Linked DNA regions of Mus musculus: region 1 is linked to region 2. The links are chromatin contacts, called in public HiChIP or PLAC-seq maps. All regions are on one chromosome and are shown on one strand. Each heading gives the region's core, a stretch centred on a gene start, on an enhancer-like site or on the middle of the called end of the contact. The rest is flanking DNA. Distances are from core to core; before and after follow the strand shown.

Evidence for each region. HiChIP or PLAC-seq counts read pairs in DNA pulled down with a chosen protein or histone mark.
Region 1: a contact with region 2 is called in an H3K4me3 HiChIP or PLAC-seq map of bone marrow-derived macrophages, with 2.7 times the contacts expected there. The contact joins two enhancer-like sites. A contact is called at or near these places in 1 of 115 datasets of contacts at active chromatin or transcription factors (bone marrow-derived macrophages) and 2 of 9 other capture datasets (liver and pancreatic islet).

Annotation. Positions count from the first base shown.
Region 1 is chr1:80,782,195-80,787,948 of GRCm38.p6, forward strand. No RefSeq gene overlaps it. Among named protein-coding and RNA genes, the nearest start is that of Dock10, 27 kb to the left of the region's middle. Within about 2 kb of position 3,072, at least 22 of the 459 cell types and tissues checked have an H3K27ac peak or open chromatin away from gene starts, as enhancers often do. A contact at or near this core is called in bone marrow-derived macrophages, where this site is marked.
Region 2 is chr1:80,669,135-80,675,049 of GRCm38.p6, forward strand. The region is part of intron 1 of Dock10 (dedicator of cytokinesis 10); the gene reads right to left. Among named protein-coding and RNA genes, the nearest start is that of Dock10, 86 kb to the right of the region's middle. Within about 2 kb of position 1,422, at least 47 of the 459 cell types and tissues checked have an H3K27ac peak or open chromatin away from gene starts, as enhancers often do. A contact at or near this core is called in bone marrow-derived macrophages, where this site is marked.

The sequences.
Region 1 (5,754 bases), core at 1,822-4,321, 110 kb after region 2:
TGAGTATCCAGAAAAGTCAGGAGTAGGGAGGAATGAGTTTACCCTTTATAACCGAGCCTAAGATAGATTTTAGATGGTCTTCTCTAGACCAAATCCAATACTGGTCAATAGACTCCAATCTCCTTATAAAACTCATTCTCTGCAGAATTTGAGAACTCAAAATTCCTCCTTTTGGAATAAGGAAATGCTGCCCAGTTTCCATCTTGCTTTTTATAATATGGACTTCAAAATGCCAAGGGAGGTGAACTTCTCTAATCACTGACACATCTCTTAAGCTTATATTGCTGCCTACATGGAAAGCTATCAATACATACTCATTCAGTGAATGAATGAAGAGGCAGGACTGACACACATGCACACACAACACACACACACACACACACACACACACACACACACACACACGCATGTGTGTGTGGGGGGGGAGAGAGATAGAGAGACAGAGAGACAGAGAGACAGAGACACAGAGACACAGAGACACAGAGACACAGAGACTTCCTTAAGGACCTCACCCTAACATGAAGATAGATGTATTAAGTCAAAAACATAGCAACACATCAAATGCCTTGGGGTACTCTATAAAGAGCTATTTCGTTCTGAGTGATGGAGGGACCTTTGCTTTGGGATGGGAGGATAGGACATCAGATAAGACATGATATGGGAACCAGAGATGGTTACATATAGAGGGCATGACATGACATGTGTGGAGAATTTAGAGTGAACAGAGTCCTGAGGACCTTTCCCTGAAAGCATTTGTCTAAGGGATCAAGAGTTCTACATTTAACCCTTAATTTTAAACCTTAACTGACAATCTATCAATATTTTGTCTTGTTTGTAATTTTCTCAGTAAATATATGCTTCATTTTCTCCAAATCCCCATGGATTTATTTCAGAAAAACAAAACGATAAATTAGGTGACCAGACAAGAAAACCTATCCTGATTATCATCAGTGCTCAGGGTTAACAGTTAGGTTAAAGTTCCCAGCCCTTCCCGACAGACCATCCAAGCCCTGGGTCCTGCTTGCTCTTTACTTTAGCTCATAGAGCTACTCACACTCAAGAGCAATGGCTACTTCATACCATTCCCAGTGGCTGAAAGAGCCACATTGTGACATATATACTCTATGCTTTCCACCTAAAATGCTTCTCTGACCTACTCCATTATTCTCTCTTCAAATGACTACTCCTTCTCATTTCTCAGTGGTCAGTTTTGTATTTCATATCAGGGAAGCATCTTAGTAGCTCAACTCAAGGCCCATGATACTGCTACCACATAACTGAACTTACTACACTGAACTGTGTCTAATCTGCAGGAAGGGATTTTTAATCTAACTTGTTCCCTCCAGTGAGTCATGTGTGTTTAGCATGGGGCCTGCATGCATAAGCATTATGGAAGAAATGACTAAATCTGTGTTTTACTCTATTCCCATGTTGTACTGCATAGAGTGAGTTTTGGGGCTGCTGTGTCTGAATCTAGAAGGTTCAGCTGCTTTATCCAAAGGCCCTGCTGGGTATGCAACATCTAAATGTGTTACATTCAGAAACAACTATAAAAATAATAAATCCAAGGATGGAAAAAAAGGAGTCTTAAATAAAGCAAGGGGGATTGTATGCTGCAGGAAGTACATGTTTTCCTTCTCTGTGGCCTGTTGAATATGTTTCCCTCGGGATTTTTTTTCCCTGTCTCTCAGGAACAAATAAATCTGACAACTCATACATAACAAATTCATTATCATTCAATAATTAAATCACATCTCAGGCCTTGCCTACTTCTGTCATAAATATAATTTGCCAGACATGTAACAGTACAGTACTAAGAAGCAATATGTTTCTAGGTACCTGCCATGTTGAAATTTCAAATGTTTTTAAGGAGTCCTGCAAGATCACCTTTCCTGATTGCAAGTTGATAAACTATTCAATAGCTTTTGAAGCATGAATCAGAGTTCAGAGGCTGTTTGCAGTCACCAAGTGACCCTTGTTAGTACCCACAGTTTCTCCTTGTGACCAAGAGATATAATAATTTCTCACTGGGCAGCTTGTCTCTAGGCAGCAGGTTGAAAAAACATTTAATATACAAGTTAAAGAACCAGAGAAGCATACTATCCCACTCAGTTCAGCCAAGGTTGAGAAGTAGCATCTGGTAGAGATTAAAGACAACATCGAGGGCATTGCCTTTTGAAGCCCAAGAATGTCGGAGGCAGAGAGCAGAGAATCGAGGGCTTTGGGATGTGGGAGGTGATTGAAGGTTCTGTCTTTTAAAATCATTTCCTCATTGCTCTCTTGGGCATTCAGTTCAGAGAAATAAAAATCTGTCTTCCCACAATAACATGGACACAGAATACATGTAGAAGTTTTATTCTTTATGGTCTCAAGTTGGAAGCAACTATCATTCCTTTGTGGGGAGTAAATGGCTTAGGATTCATACATACCATGACATTCTGCTTAGCCATAGGAAGAAAACTTACTGGTATATGTGGCAATGTGATAAGATAATGTAGAGTGAAAAGAAGTCTATGTTAGAGGGTTACTGGCAATATGACTGCATTTTTGACAAAACTGCAAAGGTGGAGAACAGAATGGGGGTGGGTGTGGCTGTGGCTGTGGCCATAACTGCTGACGCAGCACTAGGGAATCTTGGAGAAAAATGGTCTGAGTCTTGTATTTTAGTCAGATGAAAAACATAAAAAAGTTTGTGCACACGTAAGGACATACAATGATGGCTGAAACCCCATGATCTCTGTGGATTATCTGGCAATCAAATTCTTGCTTTGGACATTGTGCTGTAGTTGTATAAGATGTTGTCATCAGGGGAGGATTAGTAGAGAAAATTAGGACTTACAGAATTTCTTTGTTCTTTGTTGTTGCTTTTGTAGTACTGGGGATTGAACCCAAGGTCCCATGCATGCTAAGCAAGTGCCCTACCTCTTAGATATGGCCCCAGCTTAATAATATACACGTACAAATATATTGTGTATTATATTTCAAAGTTGATACTGAGATTCACTAAGTTGCTCAACCTTGAATGTGCCCTTAGCCTAGCTGTCCTTGAATTTCTAATCCTCCTGCTTCAGTTTCATAAGTAGTTAGGATTACACAAGGCCTTGATATTTTTTTTTGCAACTTCCTTTCAATCTGTGATTATTTCAGAACAGAAAGTTTGTAAAAAGTCACTTCCCTAAACAGAATTAAACTTTCTGTGTGATTCACAGAAGTAAAACCTAATTATGAGTCCTCTACTTGGTCTGCTCCTGTGAAGACTCCATATCCTGATCCATCCTAGAGGACCCACTGCACTCAGAGCAGTTGGTAAGAACTCACCCACCCCACCCACCCCACCCTGAGTATTGCAGCTGCTGCTGGGTGCCTGATGGTGACTCAGGACCTCATTATCCACCACTTCCCTTCCATCTATTCCACTCCTTCTGCCCGGTCCTTGCTGATGGGGCAGACCCCTAGTTGGTCTGCTCATGTGAAGACTCCACATCCTGATCCATCCTAGAGGACCCACTGCACTCAGAGAAGTTGTTTGAAGGCCTCCCAGGAGATCTACTGCAGCCAGGGAAACAGATCAGCAGCTTCTCTGTTTCTGTGAAGAATCCCCAGTTGGATGGCCCCACAGATGGCCAGATACAGCCAGGGCTGTAGGCCTACCAGGAGACTGAAAGCAACCAAAGAAAAAAAGAGCCAGACTCCTTACAGTCACCCAGATCAACAAACTTCTCTGCTGCTGTGAAGAACCCCCAGTTGGAAGGCCCCACAGGTGGCCAGATACAGCCAGGGCTGTAGGCCTACCAGGAGACTGAAAGCAACCAAAGAAAAAAAAGAGCCAGACTCCTTACAGTCACCCAGATCAACAAACACCAGGGATATCCAGATGGCAAAAGGCAAGCACAAAATCATAAGCAACAGAAGACATAATATATGGGCATCATCAGAACTCAGTTCTCCCAACACAGCAAGCCCTGAATACACCAACACCTGAAAGTCAGGAATCTGTCCTAAAATCCTATCTCATGAAGCTAATAGAGTCCTTTAAGGAGGATATCAGCAACTCACTGAAAGAAATACAGGAAAATGCAGGTAAACAGGTGAAGGAATTGAATAAAGCGATCCAAGATCTAAAAGTGGAGGTAGAAACAATAAAGAAAACACAAATGGAGGCCAACCTGGAAGTGGAAAACCTAGAAAAGAGGTCAGGAATTACAGATGTAAGTATTACCAACACAATACAAAATATAGAAGAGAGAATCTCAGGTATAGAAGACATGGTAGAAGAGATTGACACAACTGTCAAAGAAAATTAAAAACATAAAAATCTCCTAACCCAAAGCATCCAGGAAATTCAGGACACAATGAAAAGATCAAATCTGAGAATAATCAAAATAGAGGAGAATGAAGATTCCCAGCTCAAACGACCTGAAAATGTCTTCAACCAAATCATAGAAGAAAACTTCCCCAACCTAAAGAAAGAGATGGCCATGAAGGTACAAGAAGCCTATAGAACACCAAATAAATGGGATCAGAAAAGGAAATCTTCTTGTCACATAATTATTAAGACACTAAATATACAGAGCAAAGAAAGAATATTAAAAGCTACAAGGGAAAAAGGCCAAGTAACATACAAAAGTAGACCTATCAGAATTACACCAGATTTCTCAACAGAGACTATAAAAGCCAGAAGAGCTTGGTCAGAGGTCATGCAGACTGTAAGAGAACACAAATGCTACTATATTTTGCCCAGGCTACTATACCCTGCAAAACTCTTTATCAACATAGATGGAGAAACCAAAATATTCCAGGACAAAACCAAATTCAAACAGTATCTACCAACCCAGCCCTACAGAGGATCCTGGAAAGAAAATTCCAACAAAAGGAAGATACCTGTACCAAAGAAAGGAGAAGATATTAAGCATCTCACAACAAAGTCAAAAGCAAAGAGCCACAAGCACATAAAGCCACCTACAAAAACAAAGATATCAGGAACCAACAGTCATCTCACTTTAATATCCCAATATTAATGGCTTCAACTCACCTATAAACAGACATAAGCTAACAGACTGGATACACAAATAAAATCTAGCATTTTGGTGCATAAAAGAAACACACCTCAATAACAAAGACAGGCACTATCTCAGAATAAAAGGATAGGAAAAAGACTGCCACATATATTGTCCCAGGAAACAAGGAGGAGTTGCTATCCTAATATGCAATAAAATAGACTTTCAATAAAAAGTTATCAAGTGTGATGAAGTACACTTCATATTCATCAAGGAGATAATCCACCAAGAGAAAGTCTCAATTCTAAACATCTATGCCCCAAATACAAGAGCACCCAAACTCATAAAAGAAACTTTACTAAAACTCAAAACACACATCGAACCCCAAACAATAAAAGTGTGAGATTTGAATGCCCAACTCTCACCAATGGACAGGTTATTGAAACAGAAACTAAATAGAAACACAGTGAAATTAAGAGAGGTTTGAATCAAATGGATTTAACAGATATCTTCAGAATATTTCACCATAAAAAAAATAATACACCTCTTCTCAGCACCTCATGGTACCTTCTCAAAAATTGATGATACAATTGATCACAAAACAATCCTCAACAGATACAAGAAGATTGAAATAATACCATGAATCCTAACAGATCACCATGGCTTAAAGCTGGTCTTCAATAACAGCAAAAACTACAGAAGGCCCCTATGCATGTGGAAACTGAATAGTTCTCCACTCAATGACAACATAGTCAGG
Region 2 (5,915 bases), core at 172-2,671:
TGCTCCACTGGAAGGCCACATGTCCTAGAGTAAATGGGACTCCAGGGGCTTTTAGAAAAAGAGGATTCAAAAAAAAAAAAAACCCAAAACAAACAATAAAACGAGTAGGTAGGAAAAGTAAGTAGATCTAGACAGAGTTGGGGGGAGTGGTAGCTGGGGGGAGTGGTTAATGGGATAAAAATACATTGCATGGATTTCTCAATGAATTAATAAACATAAATAGAGGTAACTGGCAAATAGGAAACTCTTGGGGTTATGTATTCCTCTATATGCATTCAAAGACATAACATGTGTCCAGCCAGGAAAAGTACAAGTGCAATTCTTTTTTTTGGATAAGTGAATGATTTAATGATGTCAGTGCATTTGTTTTTTTTTTTAATTAGGTATTCTTCATTTACATTTCAAATGCTATCCCAAAAGTCCCCCAGACCCTCCCCCCACCCCCCAACACCCCCACTTCTTGGCGCTGGCATTTCCCCGTACTGAGGCATATAAAGTTTGCAAGACCAAGGGGCCTCTCTTCCCAATGATGGCCTACTAGGCAATCTTCTGATACATATGCAGCTAGAGACAAGAGCTCTGGGGTACTGATTAGTTCATATGGTTGTTCCACCTATAGGGTTGCAGACCCCTTTAGCTCCTTGGGTACTTTCTCTAGCTCCTCCATTGGGGGACATGTGCAATTCTTAATAGTTGTTTAGAAGTTAAAACAAATGATCTTAAGCATGTTTTAAATTGAATCTTGCATACGAAGACTTCAGAAATTTGTAGAAATATGTAAGCCATCTGGTTTTGGTTTTTATTGCTCTTGTAAAAAATCACCACACACCCAGAGACTGAAATCAACGTCTCCTTATCATCTCACAGTTTTCAAGAGTGAAAAATTTGAGCACACACGACCTTATTGATCCTTTCTCAGAGCCCTACAAGTCTGAAATCTAGATGCTAGCACTTCTGTGGCCTCTCTCAAAGCTCCAGGAGAGAATCTGTTTCCAGGTTCATAGAAGGTTACTGGCAAATTCCCTTCTTGACATTGGAGATTTAAAGTTATGCTCAGCTTCTAGAGGCTGCCCATGATCTTAGGCTAATGGCCCCTTTCTAAGTCAGAAGCAGTTGAATCCCTCTTACACTGAAAAGTCTACTGGCTCCAGTTCTGCTTGATGTTCTAACACATCTTCTTCTCTTGGTCTAAGACAGAAAGATGCTTGGGAGTCTAAGGCCTCGTGAAGGAAATCTTATTCTTTTATGGTAATCCACAAAATTCTTTTATTTTCTGGCCATCTTGTAACCTGTTCTAGTTTCATTTCCGTTGTGATGAAGTACCCTGACCAAAAGCAATGCAGGGGAGGAAAGGGTTTGTGTGGCTATGACTGCAGGCTACAGTCCGCTTGCGAGAGGAAGTCAAGGCAGAACTCAGAGCTAGTCACATTGTATCCCCAGTCAAATGTAGAAAAAAATAAGTGAGCCCAGGCCGCCTGCTTACTGCTGCTGTTGCTGCTGACACTGTTTACGTCTCTCTTACATAGTTCAGGGTCCTGCCGTGAAATAGCATGTTTCACAATGACTCTTCTCACCTCAATTAACAGCCAAGAAAAATATTCCACAGATATACTCACAGGCTAACCCGATCTATGTACATTTCTCTATTAGGCTCTTTCCCAGGCTCCCTTTCCTCTTTAATTTTGGCTTTGGCAAACTGATGCTTAAAATTAACCATCATGCAACCTTAACCCATGACTTCAAAAAATCTGTCCCAGCAACACTCAAAGACTAGTATTTGATTTTCCTTTTCCTTGGGGGACATCTTAAGGCTCTCATCCATCTCAGCTAGACTCTGACCTTTTGTGTGTTTAACTGTTCAAAGTATTTTTAAACTGAAGAATCTAATGAGAAGGGGGTGGGGGGCAGGTGAAGAAAACCCCTGGCCTCTGAACGTAGTTTCCACTGAGCAGTTAGGTGGGATCTGGGTTTCTGCTGAGCTGAAAATGAGTGCACGTAAGTGGAAGTTTAGTTTGTAGAGCATTTACTGGAAAAACATCACAATGAAATTAAGGTGAGATCTGTAGGAGTCATACGTAAAGAAGGGGAATAGGCAGAGAGGAAGTGAAATAACACAGACCATCAAATGCACGAGCAGACCACAAAGGCAATCAGCTAGAGGACAAAGCAAAGAAGACCCTCCTTCATGTGCTCAGTGATGTTACAATTTCAAAGGGTCGATTATAATCACATCCAGTTAGCCAGGCTATCCAATTTGCTAGTGACATCATCACTGAACCTAAACTTGGCACAGCAATGTGATAATGTCTTATAGATGCCTGAAAATCCACTTCGTAAAAAGGACTAAAAATATTTAGAACAACTGAAATCTCAGGGGCTGAAAGTTATATGTTTACACACGAGGCCACACAGGTTTGCAAGGTTGAATCTGAACACGAGTTACCAGCACTTTCACCTGTGGTACCTAACTCTTCTTCATCCAATCTGTATTATCATTGTTTGAGCTTTGCAGGACCTACTGATTACTTCCTTAGTGTTGAAGAATGGCTAGGGAGCTTATCTTGCATCATGTATATCTTCTTCTGTTTCCAACTGATCTTCCTTTAACCTGCTGGGAGCTCACTGCATTGGTTTTTGGTGGTGGTGGTGGTAGTGTTTTTTTTTTTTTATTTTAATTTTAATTTTTGTATCGCAGAGAATGTCCATTCTGGTCCTTGGAGCACCAGCAAGCACCACCTGCCGTCAAGCTGCACAGTTAGAGGAAACCAAGAAACACCAAGATACTTCCTCATCCTCTGGAGCCCTAGCCCAGACAGAAGTTCTATTCCTGGTACTAGCACTCAAGCCCATTCTTCTTGTGTGAAAGTTCAACTTGGCTTCACAGTTCTGAGTTACCAATGACAGCACAGATTTCTCAACCAAACCTCCCACAAAAGACGATGCTTTTAGTGGGCAAGGTTGGTAGGATGCAGTGCTGGTAGAATACAATATTTTTCCTTTAGTGTATCTCTCCTTCAAATAATATGCTTTTAGGATAAAGTTTTTTTGGGCCTTTGTGGGAAATAAAGAGCCCCATGGAGGATGGATCACAAATAAAAGTCGAAGCATATCCTGTGTGTGCATGTTATGTGTCTGTGAGTAGTGTGTTGGCTTAGTGCGTAGATAGATCAGTTGTGACAATTTTTGTAATGTGTTCATTGCATTAAAATAGTTTATAGTAGCCTATCCAGTTACATTCAGACATTTATCTCATTATAAGGATATTTATTCATATTATGATTTGAATAGAATTCAGCGGGTGAAAACTGAATCAGGATAGATGGGGTAGTGTTGCAGGATTTTCCCTGTCCAATCACATTAAGGCAGTGGGAGACTTGTGATTGGACAGGAGAAAGGAGGCAGAGCAGGAGTGGGGAGAGAGAGAAAGAGAGAGAGAGAGAGAGAGAGAGAGAGAGATCCCAGGAGGAGAGAAATCTCAGGAGGAGAGAGAGAGAACCAGAATGGAGGCTGACGTGGTGTTATCAAAAGGTTAGAATAATTGGGTTAAAGCTTTATCATTATCAATTGGCTCTGAAATGATTGTATTTGCATCTTGTAAATTGTGATTAAATTGATATATAAATCTAATTGGTTAACTATAAGCTTAAGAGTCTTGTTTCTACCGGCTAATTAGGTGTTGAAATCGATAACCAGGGATGCATAGGGTGTTACATGGAAGCAAGAAGAACTTGGGAGGCCAGTCTTAGAGATGGCCTGGTAGGAGTCCTGTGGCCTCGCAGTGCTGGTGAGTTGGTGGGCCAAGAGACAGAGTGAGTGAGATCACCTGGCACAGGGGCTAGCCTCAGAGAGTTGGCAGGCCATCACTAGCGCGGGAATGTGCGGATTCTCTTTTTTAATATTTCCCGCAACAGGTTAGGGAGAACCTGGAATCCAGGTCTGCTTTGATATATAAAATATATACCTTCCTTATACCCTACCCTGTTGCCAAAGAAAATTTCCCAGTATATGTACAAATGGAAAGATGCTAAAGCAGTAGATTCCTACCTCAGGTCTTAGTATATGAACCAGTCACCTGTTACACTGAGCATCTTGCTAATGTTCATTACGGATACTGCATAGACTGCACCTTGAGAAACAGTGACCAGGACATGAGTTCATCCAACTGTGTTTTAGGCCACAGTCACCCAGTAGTGTTTCTGTGGAGACCACCTCCCTCTACAAATTATTTATTTATGCCAGACTGAAGACTTACTATACAATTCAGTGTTCCCTTTCCCTAATGGACTCTCAGTCAGGAAAATTAACACACTGGTTGCATTGTGCTGTGTATTGGGGTGAGTGAGGAGAAACCCCTGGAGTAAAGTCAGCCATTAAAATCTGTGCCTCAGATCTTCCCAGCTTCCTGTTTTATCTGTCACACCCTCCTCTGATTTCATGTCATCTCCTTTTCATGGACCATTCCTCTGCGTCTAACTTAATAAAGGTGGCTATGCTTGCCATGTCTCTCTACGTTATTATCTAAATCACATTTTCTAAAACTTAATTACTGACATTTGGACGTTTTGGACCAGTTCATTCTTTGTCAAGGGGAATCCTGTCTCCTGTGGGATGTCTAAGGATGCATCTTCTGGATTCTGTCCAGGAGATGCTGTTTGCATCTTACTCCTCTTGCCAGTTATATAATTCTCTTCCATTGTGACAGTCAACCATCTCCAGACACAACAGAGCTTCCCTAGGAAGAGAGGCAGCCTATGTGTGCCACATGCTGGGATGCAGACAGTGTTTCTCTGATTAACAGCATTCAGGTTGTGCATCTGGGTGGTAGTGGTTAAGTCTCGTTAGGTGAACCTTAGTTAACATCTCTTAAATGCTGAACTGACCCACTTGAAAGAATCTCTGGACTACTGGTCTCCACAACACCTCAAACTACCACTCATTGAGTCTCTGAATTCATATTTCTGTTTGGGGGCTATGTATGCCTCTAGTCTTACAGGGAAAAGACTGGAAGCCATTAAAACATTTGATATGAGATGAGCTCTTATGAGACACAAGCTAGACATCTAGGTAAGTTGGATGAAGGATAAAGATTCAGGATAAAGATGGGAGCATGGTGTTTGTCACTGTGAGATTACAATGATTATAAATAAGCCTGCTTAAGTTGGATGCCCTGTCTCACTTACTGGATGACTCTGGATAAGTCACCCTCTAACATGAAGAGAGTCCTGATACCTACCTCACTGGATGCTGTGAGCCTTGATAGGTGAGTATGTGTTGAGCATTTAGCACAGTGCCTGGGATTTAAGAACATGCTCAATGAGTATTAGTTGCAAGTGTAGCTATGAGAAAATGCCTTTGAGGGGGCGGTTTTAATCTGGGTACCGATGGCATGTATTTAGGAAGGGATAAAGGAAGGTCCTAGACATCTGTGATCTGACCATTAGAATGCACGGGAGAGGTGGGGACACCAAAAGGATAGCAAGTGCTTTGCATGTGGCAGGGACAGAAACAGAAGTGGAAACAGACGCATTTGGAATAGATACAAATAATGAGACGAAGTGACCGGGCTACCCCTGCACACTCACGCCCTTCATAGCTGACTTCTTTGTGTTCCTTGCCTTTTGCCAACATTGTTATTTCATTTTAAAACCCCCATGATGCACAACTACAAAAGGTTCCAATTATCCCCTTTCAGCAATCTCCCTTCATCCCACACAAAAAGGCTCAAATGCCAAGGAAAAAAGCCACCCTTTAACCAATATCATATGCTGTTTTATCTTTTCATGGTTATTTTCCTGCCTAACCAAGGTCTGGGAATGGCCAGACCAATAAACAGTATGGTCTTTATGCTATGCTGGGTTGTCTACTGGAATATAGCAAGGGGCAACATTATAATTACCAATTTGATGTTGTGAACA